Linked DNA regions of Zea mays: region 2 is linked to region 1. The links are chromatin contacts, called in public Hi-C maps. All regions are on one chromosome and are shown on one strand. Each heading gives the region's core, a stretch centred on a gene start, on an enhancer-like site or on the middle of the called end of the contact. The rest is flanking DNA. Distances are from core to core; before and after follow the strand shown. Region 1 holds the start of LOC100277506 (Endosomal targeting BRO1-like domain-containing protein). Region 2 holds the start of LOC103641870 (probable galacturonosyltransferase-like 3).

Region 1 (5,676 bases), core at 1,330-3,829:
TCGATTTAAATGGCGTCATTTGAGAAGTTATGAAAATTAGGTAACCCAATTTGCAGAGTTGAGAGGACAGTACCTGACCCAGGGCTTGGAGGCTTAGAGCTTTGAGATTTCCTTCAGCCAGGTCTACTGGAAGTTGTCTCCTGCTATTCACATGTTAGACGGGAGTGTTTCAGTAAATATCTTCAAGTTTGAATTGAAGCCTGCCTGCTAGGAAGTTGCTAAAGAGTACAGAACCTTAGCTCCAGTGGCATCTTCGGGAGTACATGCCGAACTGCACAGTCTAGGTATCCAGCTGCCTTCAAGAAGACATCAACAGTAGCCCGTCGACTCTCTGTAGCACATTGGAAATATGTCGCCTTATCAGCGCATGAGAAGTATTGGCCGAGGTACGTCAATGCACGACAAATCATTAGCGTGTTTCATGGCATAATTTAAAGGGAGGAAACTTGGAGCCGCAGTCTCCGAGGCAACGACACCGCACCTCGGATTTGCAGTTAACAAACAGTTGCAGTACCTTCAGAAACCCTTGGGGCATAGCCATCGCCGTATGACCTCGGGAGAAGCAGGGCGTTGGCCTGCAGCAGGCAGACCATGGCCATCAGATGCAGCATGGACAGCACCTCGTACCAGGCGTCTGGCATGGCCGTCTCCTGAGATTGAGGAGGAGCTGGATTTACGCACAGCTGAATTTGGAACAACAAAAGAGCAGCAAGTTGACGAGATCCGGGGGCTGGACATATGTACCTCAGCATTATCCTCCTGGTTACTCCAGGTGAAGTGCACTTTGTTCCTCAAGACGCTACCTGCACGTCTCACATACTGGGTGAATCAGAACAACAAAACTGTGAACCAAAACCAAAAACAACGAAACCACTACACTATTTCAGCTGTTCCTCACCTTCTTTTACCAGTCCTAGCAGAGCCGGCAAGTAGTCTTCGAGGGCCTGTAGAAGATTGGCTGTACTAGACCCTGCACACAAACAGAAGCGAGCGGGCACGCGACAGCCCAGGTCAGCAGTGGAAGCCTTCAGCTTGCAGACAAAAACTAGGTTACCAATCCAAGGCGCTGTATACCACACCACCCCGGTCTCTACACACCGTGCCGTGCCGCCGCCCTCCGCCTGGGCTTGAGCGCCGCCGCCGACTCTCGCATTGCCATGTCGACGACCCGCGATCGCAGAGCCGACAGCCGGTCCACGGCGCTCCTGGCCAGGCAGCCGCCGAGCGCCTGGGCCAAGTCGACGGCCCTCGGCACGCGGAGGCCCGGGAGGAAGACGACCACGTCGCCGACGCTCACCGGCCGCCTCCGCGGCGCCCCGGCGTCCTTCTGGCTCGACGCCCCGCACCCCATCCTCGTGCAGCGCCCTGCTTAGTTTATCTGCACCACGCATGCATGATGAATTCACTTCGACATCAGGAACCCACCGCCAAACACAAAAAAAAATGCGACGACGAAGATGGAAGAAAGCAATCCACCGCACGAAGAATCCACGGCGGAGCCGCAGAAGATACTGAACAGGAGAGGGAGGGTTTTGGAATTCTTTCTTCTATTTTTTGGGGTTTCCTCGTCATCATATCATACAACGGATTTCGAGAGAGAAATGTTCCGGCAAAAAAAGGGGTAGCACTGGAGATTGTAACTTGTACGCAAGCACAACCAGAGAGAGAGAGAGCGGAAAGAAAATCAATAGAAGCCCTCTCACCTTTGCGCTCGCTCCCTTTCCGGGATTCTCGAGACCACAGAAAACCACACCGCCCGCGCCCGGAACCGAAAGCCTCCACCAGCAGCAGAGAACGGGACCGCTGCCACTACCCCTGCTCCCCCGTCCCCGCAGCCTGAACGCGGCCGCACAGCACAAAGCACGACGAACGAACACTGGTGAGCGAAACAAGCAAAACAAGTGGTTTTATCCTTCAAACGTTCGCAGGGGAGAGTGGGGACTGGGGACCAATAATCAACATCGGAACCGCAGTGCAACTTGCCGTAACGTACGGCCAACCGGAATACTTTTCGCCTAGGGGAAAAAGGCGTTATTTTTTTTGGGGTGGATCGGCCGCAACAAGTTGTGCCGTCGGGAAAAAAAAAACTAAAGAAAACACCGGGGCGCGAGTGCCTGCCTTCTGGCTGCTGGTGTAGCAGCAGTAGGCGAGCAATGCATCACCCCCCGCGGCCCGCCGTATATTAAGACGTCAAAAGGACACCGAATTGAAAAGGGGCTGTTTCAAAATTCAAAGATCGTGGAACCGAGCTGAAAAAAAATGAATCCGGAGAGAGAGAAACGAGGAGCCACCTAATCCCTCGGCGACGTACGGTGAGAAGAACGTCACGGCCGGTAGCTGGTCCTTTCTCGCTGCCGGCGCACGCAGGTATGGTTGTAGCTAGGACGTGAGGAGATAAGGCAACTGGGGGGGGGGGGGGGGGGGGGGGGGGTGGTAGGGAGAGAGGGACTCAACTGTTGGAGTGTGGATGCAGATGGGCGGCTATGCAACTTCTTCTCCTCCTGGTCCTCGTGAGCTGGGCTGCAGGCTGTGGAGGAGGGGAGCCTTGAGAGGGGGAAGAAGGAGAAGGAGGAGGAGAGGCGGCTACAGGGTTGAGATGACCCGTGTCTATTTAAAGGGACAAAGTTCAGCGCCGATGCGATGCAATCAATCACGAAGCGCACAGCTGGTCAGCGGCACGGGAACCCCGCGAGGAAAAGATCTCGTGGCGATTAGTGTCCTACGCTACGCGTAACTGTTGTGGCCGCCTGCGTGACAAAACCTGTGTGATCTCTCTCTCAAATAATGTAACGAGACACCTACCTGCTGTACATGTTCAAACTCGCCCGCGCCAAAGAGACGAACATTTCTTCTATCCTTTGCACCTTCGCTGGCTCTGAGGATTGCGGGGATCGGACTGGATCAAAATCGCTCCCAAAAAACAAAACAAAACAAAAAAAAACTTTGCATCGGGGACGACGCAGGATCCGTTATTAAGCGGTCTGTTTTGGAATGGAGAAGCGGCGTGACGTGCTCTGACCTGTGCGTGATCTTTCAAGTTCGAACGAACAAAGATAACGACTGTATCTTATATATTCTATGTTTAAAGTACGCCGTTGCAGGCCCCGGCCCGGCCCGATCGACGTCACGACACAACCAACTCCAGCGCTGGATCACGGCATGACACATGAACACCACTTTGTTTAACCCCCCCGGGACCCGGATCAGATAAAATAAGCGCGGGCTGCTGCCACCTCGTCATAGTGCAGCCATTTAGCTGGTTAGGTCCAGTCCAGGTCGCTACGCCTTTTAATTTGGAGGGTGGTTTCGCGGTCTTTACTAAATCTCAAAGCGTGACATGGGGCCCTGCCTGGTGGAGTTACTGATAGACCGAGCCACAGCCACGCACACGCACATGGTTAGAGTAGCACTCCTAATTAACAGCAGATTCTTGAGGCCGACCGAACGTGTATGCATGGTGCCAGGCTTTCAGCAAATCTCCGCACACATGCGGCAGCGCTGATCTGCTCCCCGGGCCGATCCCGTGCGAGCGTATCTGCGCCAGATGCTGCATGCGGTGCATACTACACGCACTAGTAGTTTTGTGTCTGTCAAATCATGCACCGAGCAAGACCTGTCATAGACGATATGGAGGCCTTTTCTGTTGCAATGTGGAAGGAGCGCTAGCTAGTAGGAATCTGAACATGGGCAGGCACTGAACAAAGTTTAGTCTTATAGAGTGGCCACGCACTACATGACCAACACATGGTGTTTCGGACACAGGTACGTGATCGAGCTTGCCGTGCGTGTTGCTCTGCATCGTTCTTTCTCGCTACCTAATTAAGCGCATGCGTAATTGCATATACATGCATACATACATACCAGAACAAATGATTAAGGCGGCCCGGGTAAAGCAGCTTCATCTGTTCGCTGGACTACGCTGAAAAGTTTTCGCTGGGGTTGACAGGCCAGTACGTGCAGCAGACAGAGCAGTGGTAACAGCGTAAGGAGCAACAATGTCTCCTACAAAGCACTACATCATGTATCTAGGCCCGACGTACAGATCGGCCTCGAGTTGATTGCCAAAACAAAACAAAAAAGGCTCGCCAAAATTAAAGCGCCCAGAGAGGGGGAAAAAATAAACGAGGGGAGATCCGCGCGTGCTGCAAGAGCTCTTTTCCGTGCCTTTTTCCGCTGGAAGACGGATGGAACATCGACAGAGCGATCTCCTCTCCATCCCGAAAAAACGAGCGAAGTAGAGATCGCGGACGGCGTCGCATCCTTTCCTCTTGCGGTTAGTCGCTTCATCATCATCAGCTAATAATTTGTTGTTCCTCGAGCCGAGCGTCAGGCACACCTTCGTTTCCAAAAAGCAACAGCGGCCGGCGGGCCTAGAATCCCCCCCCCCCCCCTTCCCCAATAATTGCGATCCTGCGAACAGCGCGTCGTCACGTATGAACAGCTGCATGATTGCATTTGCATTGGCTGCCCACGAACTGCCGTCGACAGATGGCGTGATCCCAGCGACCTGTACACTGTAGAGTCTGTAGTACTACACCGGTGCGCGTGCGCTTTCACGTGACATGGCTGGCGCACGTAAACTAATACGGAGCCGTGCGGTTTCTGGCCGGACAGGTGTCTCCGACGGGACGCAGCAGCGCCGGCCGCGCGCCAGGGCGCCCGCCTCGTGTTGACTTGCAAGCTACACGCACGGGTGACGGGCCCAAGTGGCGCGCGTTGATACGGCCACACCACCGGCCGGGAAAATATCTCGGCGCAGATGTGGATGGACGCCAGGACGGCCACGCCAGCTGCTTGCTAGGCCGGTCTGTGGCTAGTGCTAGCTAGTCAATGCTGAATAACGTGACCGTCGTAGTCATTGGTAGGCCGGTCTGTTTAATTTCCTAGGCGCGTGCGTGCGTGTGGCTACCCTGTACTACCTGGCCACCAGCCCACCAGGCACCAGCTCTTGTTTTCAGCAGTGAACCGGGTTTGAGAACTCCTAAACCAACTGGATCCAGCTAGCTAGTACCTCAATCGTTTACAACGGTCGAGACTCGTGGCAGCAGTCGTCTAACCTCAGGAACTAGCCTGAGGAACAGTGAAAGGTCCAATAGAAGAGACGACGAGCTAGCTGAGACTCGCCGCCGTGATGACGTTGGGCGAGGCAAATAACGAGCACCGCCACCGGTAGGTATTACGTTGAGTTCAACCAATGACAACGGGCGTCGTCGTCGATCGAGTGCCATAAGAGTTTGCTAAGTACCCATGGAGTTTCGCCGTCGTAATGCCGCGGCCAGGTATATCAGTGTCGTCAGGCATGAAGATTCTAGAAATTTTCAGTGAGAACAACGTAAGCGGTCAAAGCTTCCAAGAGGCCGCCGCCGGAGGAACCACAGCGCGCCGCGTACCAGGGATACCTCCCTACGTACGCCAGCAGCGAGCAGCCAAAACCCCAAACCGAGCTTTCGCTCGCAGGAGTAGGACCATCCTGTCCTGAGGGCTGGCTGAGTGAGACCATCGAGTGCCGGAGCCCCGCCGAATCTGTAGAAAATACTCCTATCAGCACAAAAAAAAAGGCACGGTTTGTCCGCTAGCCCAGGCTGCAGGTCCCTCGTCCCGACGTACGTGTGAGCGGCGCGCTCGCCGTCGTTCCCTCGGCGGCAGGGCAGCGCCGTGGCTGGCCAGCGGGTCGTT
Region 2 (5,862 bases), core at 165-2,664, 330 kb before region 1:
GGAACGGCGGGAGGGAGCCCAGCTCGTAAATCCTGGCCTCCTGCTTCTGCACCTCCATCCAGTATTCCAGCTTCGCGGTGTACCCGCCGGAGCGCCACCTGTCCAGGTCGATGACCATTACCCCGGTGTTGAAGTAGCAGGGGGCGCGCGTCCGGTTGGCGAAGACGGCGGCGTACTCGGGGTGGCGCCAGAACGCGTCGGTGAAGTAGGAGGTGAAGTTGGCGTGGCAGTACTCGGGGGCAGCGAGGGCGGCGTCGGGGCCGAGGTCGGTGGCCCAGAGGCGGGCGACGTCGTCGACCACGAGGAGGTCGGAGTCGAGGTAGAGCACGCGGGGGACGGAGCGCGGCAGGAGGTCCGCGAGGTAGATGCGAGCGTAGTTGAGGGGCTGGTCGAGCGCGCGCCGGACGGAGGAGGAGATCTTGCCCCGGACGAGGCGCGCGTCGAAGCGGTGCACGGTGGCCGGGAGCGTGGGGAAGGCGGCCGCCAGCGCGCGGCGGAGCGAGGCGAGGCGGCGCGCCGGGGACGCCGAGGAGGCCACGAAGTGGAAGGCGATGGACTCCGGGCACGCGGCGTGGCGGAGCACGGAGAGGACGCCGGCGAGGGAGCCCCGCAGGTAGGTGGCGTCCAGCGTCATCGCGATGTGGATCGTCGGCGCGCCCGCGCAGGCCGCGCCGTTGCGGAACGCAGGAGCCTCCCGGAACTCCGGAAGCTCCCCGCCGCCTCCGGCCGCCGCCGCCGCGCACGCTGCGGCGAGGAGGACCACGGCGAGGACGCGCATTGCGCCCACTGGGTGCCCTTCAGCTACCCTCCCCCTCCCGGAGAATCTGATGGGTACGGGTGTGGGGAAGACGAGATTGGAAGGGTTTGATGACGGGGGACCGGAGGACAGGGTGGACGGAGGAGGATGTGTAACGGTGTGAGCTTGAGGTTTCCCTGTGGTTTTAGTTGGGTTTCTTCGGATGTTTGGTTGGTAGTTCAGTTGTGCAGAGAAGCATCCCCGTGGAGTGTGGCCGTGCGGGAGGCCCAAGCCCAAACGTTTGCCTCGAAGACTGGAAAACCCCGCGACTATGCGGGAGGCCTGCTACGTTTTTAAAATCAGTTTTGTGAACCCAAGCCAAGCCTTGCCGCCTTGCCGGTGTCCTGAAGCCCAAACCTCGCCGCGCCGGCGCCCGACCACTGCCCATTATCGGCGAGCACTCCTAGCAGCTGCATGGCGACGGGTCCACTCCACATGCGACTAATGCAAGTTGCGACGCTTGCTTCAACCGGGTGTGCGCAAGTGCGCCCGTGCTCGCCATGCCGAATATTCAACAGCAATGGTTCTTAAGGCCGCTTATTAGTAACCTCAAGCCTTCTTAGGCTGTCTTCAGCAACGTCCCCTAAATTTCGTCCCCTAAGGGCTAGTTTGGGAACACTAATTTCTCATGGGATTTTCATTTTCCCAAAGGAAATTAGTTCATTTTCCCTTGGGAAATTAGTGTTCCCAAATTAGCCCTAAAAGAATATTCTCTGTACTTTACAGAACACTCTAAAAGATTCTGTCCTCAGACTTTATTTTGTCCATTTATTTGGTTTATATTTCATTTCTTTTCATTACACGCTAATTGAAATAAAACATGCAAGACAATAGTTTTTTAAAATTTATTAACAATTTTTATTATCTGAACTTAAACATGTGTAGCATAATTCCTTCTCATTGTTTATTATATTACGGGAGATGGTGCTCAGATGACGTCGGAGATGTCCTTTGCATGTTCGTTCCGAGGTCCTTTGAATGGAAAGCGCGTTCAGACCTGCAGCAGCACGGGAACAGTATATAGCGCGCGCTCGTATGCCCGGCAAATGTAGCGGCTGAGGAAGAGTCGCTAAATTTTAGCGGACAGTATAGCGCACCTTGCTGGACGCTTACCGGACGTTTGTGTCTGCTATATTTGGCGGACAGGAGGCTTTACCGACCCTTGTTGGAGAGAGTCTTATCTCTTGTACAGAGAAACGTGCGAGTTCTTAGAACATCATCTACCATCTAACAATTTAAGTCTTGGATCTATCTGCTAATCTTAGAATTACTCTCTTTTTTTTCAAAGGAATGGATATCAACTGTGACTCTTTCCTAGTTCGGCATACTACTGAAGCAGCCCAAAGATGTTTTCTGTGTTGTAGTTGTAGTTGCTGGCTTGAATCCGACAGAAGAGCGTGAAACTTGGATAGGGGTGAGCCTTCTCCTTGCAGGCAAGCATATGTATGGGCCTCATACATTCCATTGCTACTGTAGCGAAGAAGCCCCTTGTGTTGGTTGTCGCTTCGCTTGGGTGGTGGTCCTGTTTTGATGTTTCATTTCCAAAGCAAGACTCACGAATTGGGAGCATTCTTTGGCTTTGATATATAATTTGTATCATTAGATAGAACGTCGAATATATTTTTATAACAATCTTTTTTACAATAGACTTGTTCGAAGATATTTAATATTGCTATTATTTTTTTATAGATTCGATCGTACTTAATCAACATTAATTCCATAACGACAGATGGATTATTGCATCTGTTTCGTCTGGCTATTATCTATCATACGTACGTGGGCCGAAGTCGGGGCTGTGTTGCATTCAGGATTCAGGATGGCCTCTGTTAGTACGACATAATTTCTTCGTTACGGACAAAGCTTTAGATCCTACAGCAAATCAATTGGGGCGTGTCAATTGTCAAAGCCTGAGCCCTGAAACTCTGCGGACCACACAGAGGGAAGGAAGAACCGTCGACCGGTGGATCCATTCATTCGGTGGTCCGGCGGCGTGTAAACCACGGACATACGCTTCAAACAGCGGGCAGTCCGTATCGTCTGGATCTGCGATCGAATAGTCCCCTATGTTTTCAATGCAGACAGGTCTAATCTCTGATCCCATCGTCTTACAACATGTACAATCTTAACACCGTTTCATGGTACTTTAAACATAAGACACAGCTAAAACACAATGTAATACAATAGGTATGTCTAAAACATGTATCTTATTATATTCATTACACAAATCAAAATATTTAATAAATTAATTTCATCAATTAGCTAGTATATTGTCTCGAGCATAGAGCAAAGATACATTGTTTTTGTCAAAATATATGTCTTGAGTTTTTTTATATATTTACCCACTTAAATACTCTACTAGGGCGTTTGGATCCCTTCATTTTAGAGGAATTGGAATACATTCAATAAAGTAAGTTATTTAGTTTGGAATTTGATATTCCACCACTTTTCAAAGTTTAGATATAAACCTATCTCAAATTCATGAGATGAGGAATGAGAAATGATTTTATGTATTAGTAGGATTTGTTTATACTCTATAATTTACATGACACTCTTTGTCTCACTTTTTTATACTAAAAATATAGCACATAAATATCTCTGATATCTTGTTAATAATAATATATAAATATATTTTACATAAAACGAATTAGTTTATTAATATATACCTAAATTATTATTATTAAAATTAAATTTAATTCTAATGATCCAAACGAAGCCTTCGCCAATCCGACTGGTACGGTGCGTACTGCACCGGTAGCGCCATCCAACCTGCAACGGTCGTCGCCGTATAAATGCACGCACCTGTGGAATGGAGCGATCAAACAAGAAAGAGCCTCACTCGGTGGGTGCTAAACGTGCGTCGGTGCCAGGATCAGGGCAAAGCCGGCAGAACGGTTTGTAGCGTCGGCGTGGCGGAAGCGGAACGCGGCAGGTCTCTTGTGTTAAGAATTAATTCTACGGTGATCTCATCTTTATGAAAAGACACCCGTTCAGGAAAAGGTACAACCATTCGTCGCCAGGATGCATGAAGCAAAGGACTCCGGAAAATAGAAATAGTTAGTGATTAGGTGTCTGTTAGAAAAGGTGTCTGTTAGTGAAAAGTTATAACTCTTTCTATCTCTGTAATCCACGAAGGGGTACAAAGACACACCTTCACTGTGTATAAATATGTACTAGATCAATGGAAAGGGACTACGAGTTCTCATTCTCTGTTCACACAACCGTTTACTTTTAACACGTTATCAGCACGATTTTAAATCTGTAACTGATTACAATCATACAGTTCATAACATATGCACAAGGTTGAAATTTTGTGAAAAAGAACCAACGGATGCAGAAAAGATACAAAAAACTTTATCTACTATGCACCCGTCAGACAGGGTATTGTGTAATCAATATCGTAAAGAGAACCACCAAGTTTATTCCCAGCTTATTCACTCACTAATTCAAGCCGAGAAGAATGATGAGTTACTTATGAAGAACCATCATTTACGTCCAGTTGGTGCTGCACCTCTACCCGAGGTCCACCATGCACAGAATAAAGCTCTGAATAAAAGGAAATTTAATGGATCTCCACTTAGAAATCCAAAATTTCCTCCTGCTCATCGTGGTCGCAACTATAAAAAGAACCTTAGGCATAAAGAAAACAAGAGAGCTCGTGGAAATGAAAAAATTGCAAATGACAAACCACGTCTTTGTCACAAGTGTGGTTGTAACACGCATTTCGCGGCCACTTGCCGTACTCCTAAGCATTTGGTAGACCATTATTTAAGGTCACTCCGAGATGGCAATAAAAGATCAAGATATGAAGCCCACTTCAATCAAGCTACTGAGAAAGATAAGGAGATTGGTTGTTCCAACAACAAGGCATCCGCTCAGCAGATGGACGACATGATGATTGAATACAACTCGGGCGACATATGTGGAGATCTAGTTTAGATATCTACTTTTGAAATTTGATACCCAAATCATTTAAGTGTTGTAATATAATTCATAGTTAGAAGTCATATTATATAGAGTTTGCTTAGGATTTGAATATAGTTATTACAATAAGAGTTGTACTAATGATAGTACAAAAACTCATATATACCATAATATTATTATTGTAATATTGATATCAGATACCATATGTATGTATAAATAAATATTTAATAAAATAAAGAATTAATCACATAATTCTTGTTATTAATATAGATGTCTACCGGAAATGGTTCATTGGAGGAGGAATTATGCCTTGTGGATAGCTGTACCACAAACTCTATATTAACTGAGATAAAATATTTCCAGACTTTAAAGAAAAGGGAAGGAAATGTTTTAACAATTGCTGGAAGAGATGCATTGATAGTCGGTTCTGGCAGAGCCATTATCACTCTTCCAATGGGTACTCAAATTGTGATCGAGAATGCTTTATTATATCCCGATTCAACTCGTACCTTATTAAGTTATAGAGATATTCGTAAGAATGGGATCCATGTGGAAACATATGAAGAAAATAAAGAAGAATATCTACTTCTTACCAAACCTACTAAATATGGCAAACAGATATGTGAAAAAATTCCAACTCTAGAATCCGGATTATATTATACATACATCAAGCCCATTGAACATGTTACATACAAGGTAATTTTTCAGAATGTCGATGCATTTCAAATTTGGCATGATCGACTAGGGCACCCAGGTATCGGGATGATGAGAAAAATTATCACCAATTCGATTGGTCATGATTTGACTGAAGCAAAATTTCCCAAATCTTCAGATTACATATGCACTGCATGTGCTACAGGGAAATTGATTTTAAGACCTTCACCTCTTAAAATCCGAGCGGAACCACTTAGATTTCTTGAAAGAATTCAAGGCGATATTTGTGGCCCAATTGAGCCATCTTCTGGACCGTTCAGATATTTTATGGTTTTAATCGATGCATCTACAAGATGGTCACATGTGTGTTTACTGTCAACTAGAAACCATGCTTTTGCTAAAATAATGTCACAAATTATAAAGCTAAAGGCACATTATCCTGAACATCGGATCCAATCGATCCGAATGGACAATGCTGCTGAATTCTCCTC

Evidence for each region. A called contact is a pair of places that touch in the nucleus more often than the background predicts.
Region 2: a contact with region 1 is called in a Hi-C map of ear, with 2.7 times the contacts expected there. The contact joins the promoter of LOC103641870 here to the promoter of LOC100277506 in region 1. A contact is called at or near these places in 3 of 25 Hi-C or Micro-C datasets (ear, leaf and tassel).

The regions. Positions count from the first base shown.
Region 1 is chr10:134,762,998-134,768,673 of Zm-B73-REFERENCE-NAM-5.0, reverse strand. It overlaps LOC100277506 (Endosomal targeting BRO1-like domain-containing protein), which reads right to left and starts at 2,579. Exons shown (of 12, transcript NM_001407261.1): 1 at 2,455-2,579; 2 at 1,704-1,836; 3 at 1,099-1,378; 4 at 899-970; 5 at 745-803; 6 at 515-650; 7 at 235-331; 8 at 74-140. The coding sequence starts at 1,351.
Region 2 is chr10:135,094,557-135,100,418 of Zm-B73-REFERENCE-NAM-5.0, reverse strand. LOC103641870 (probable galacturonosyltransferase-like 3) reads right to left here and starts at 1,414. Exons shown (of 1, transcript XM_008665186.3): 1 at 1-1,414. The coding sequence starts at 778.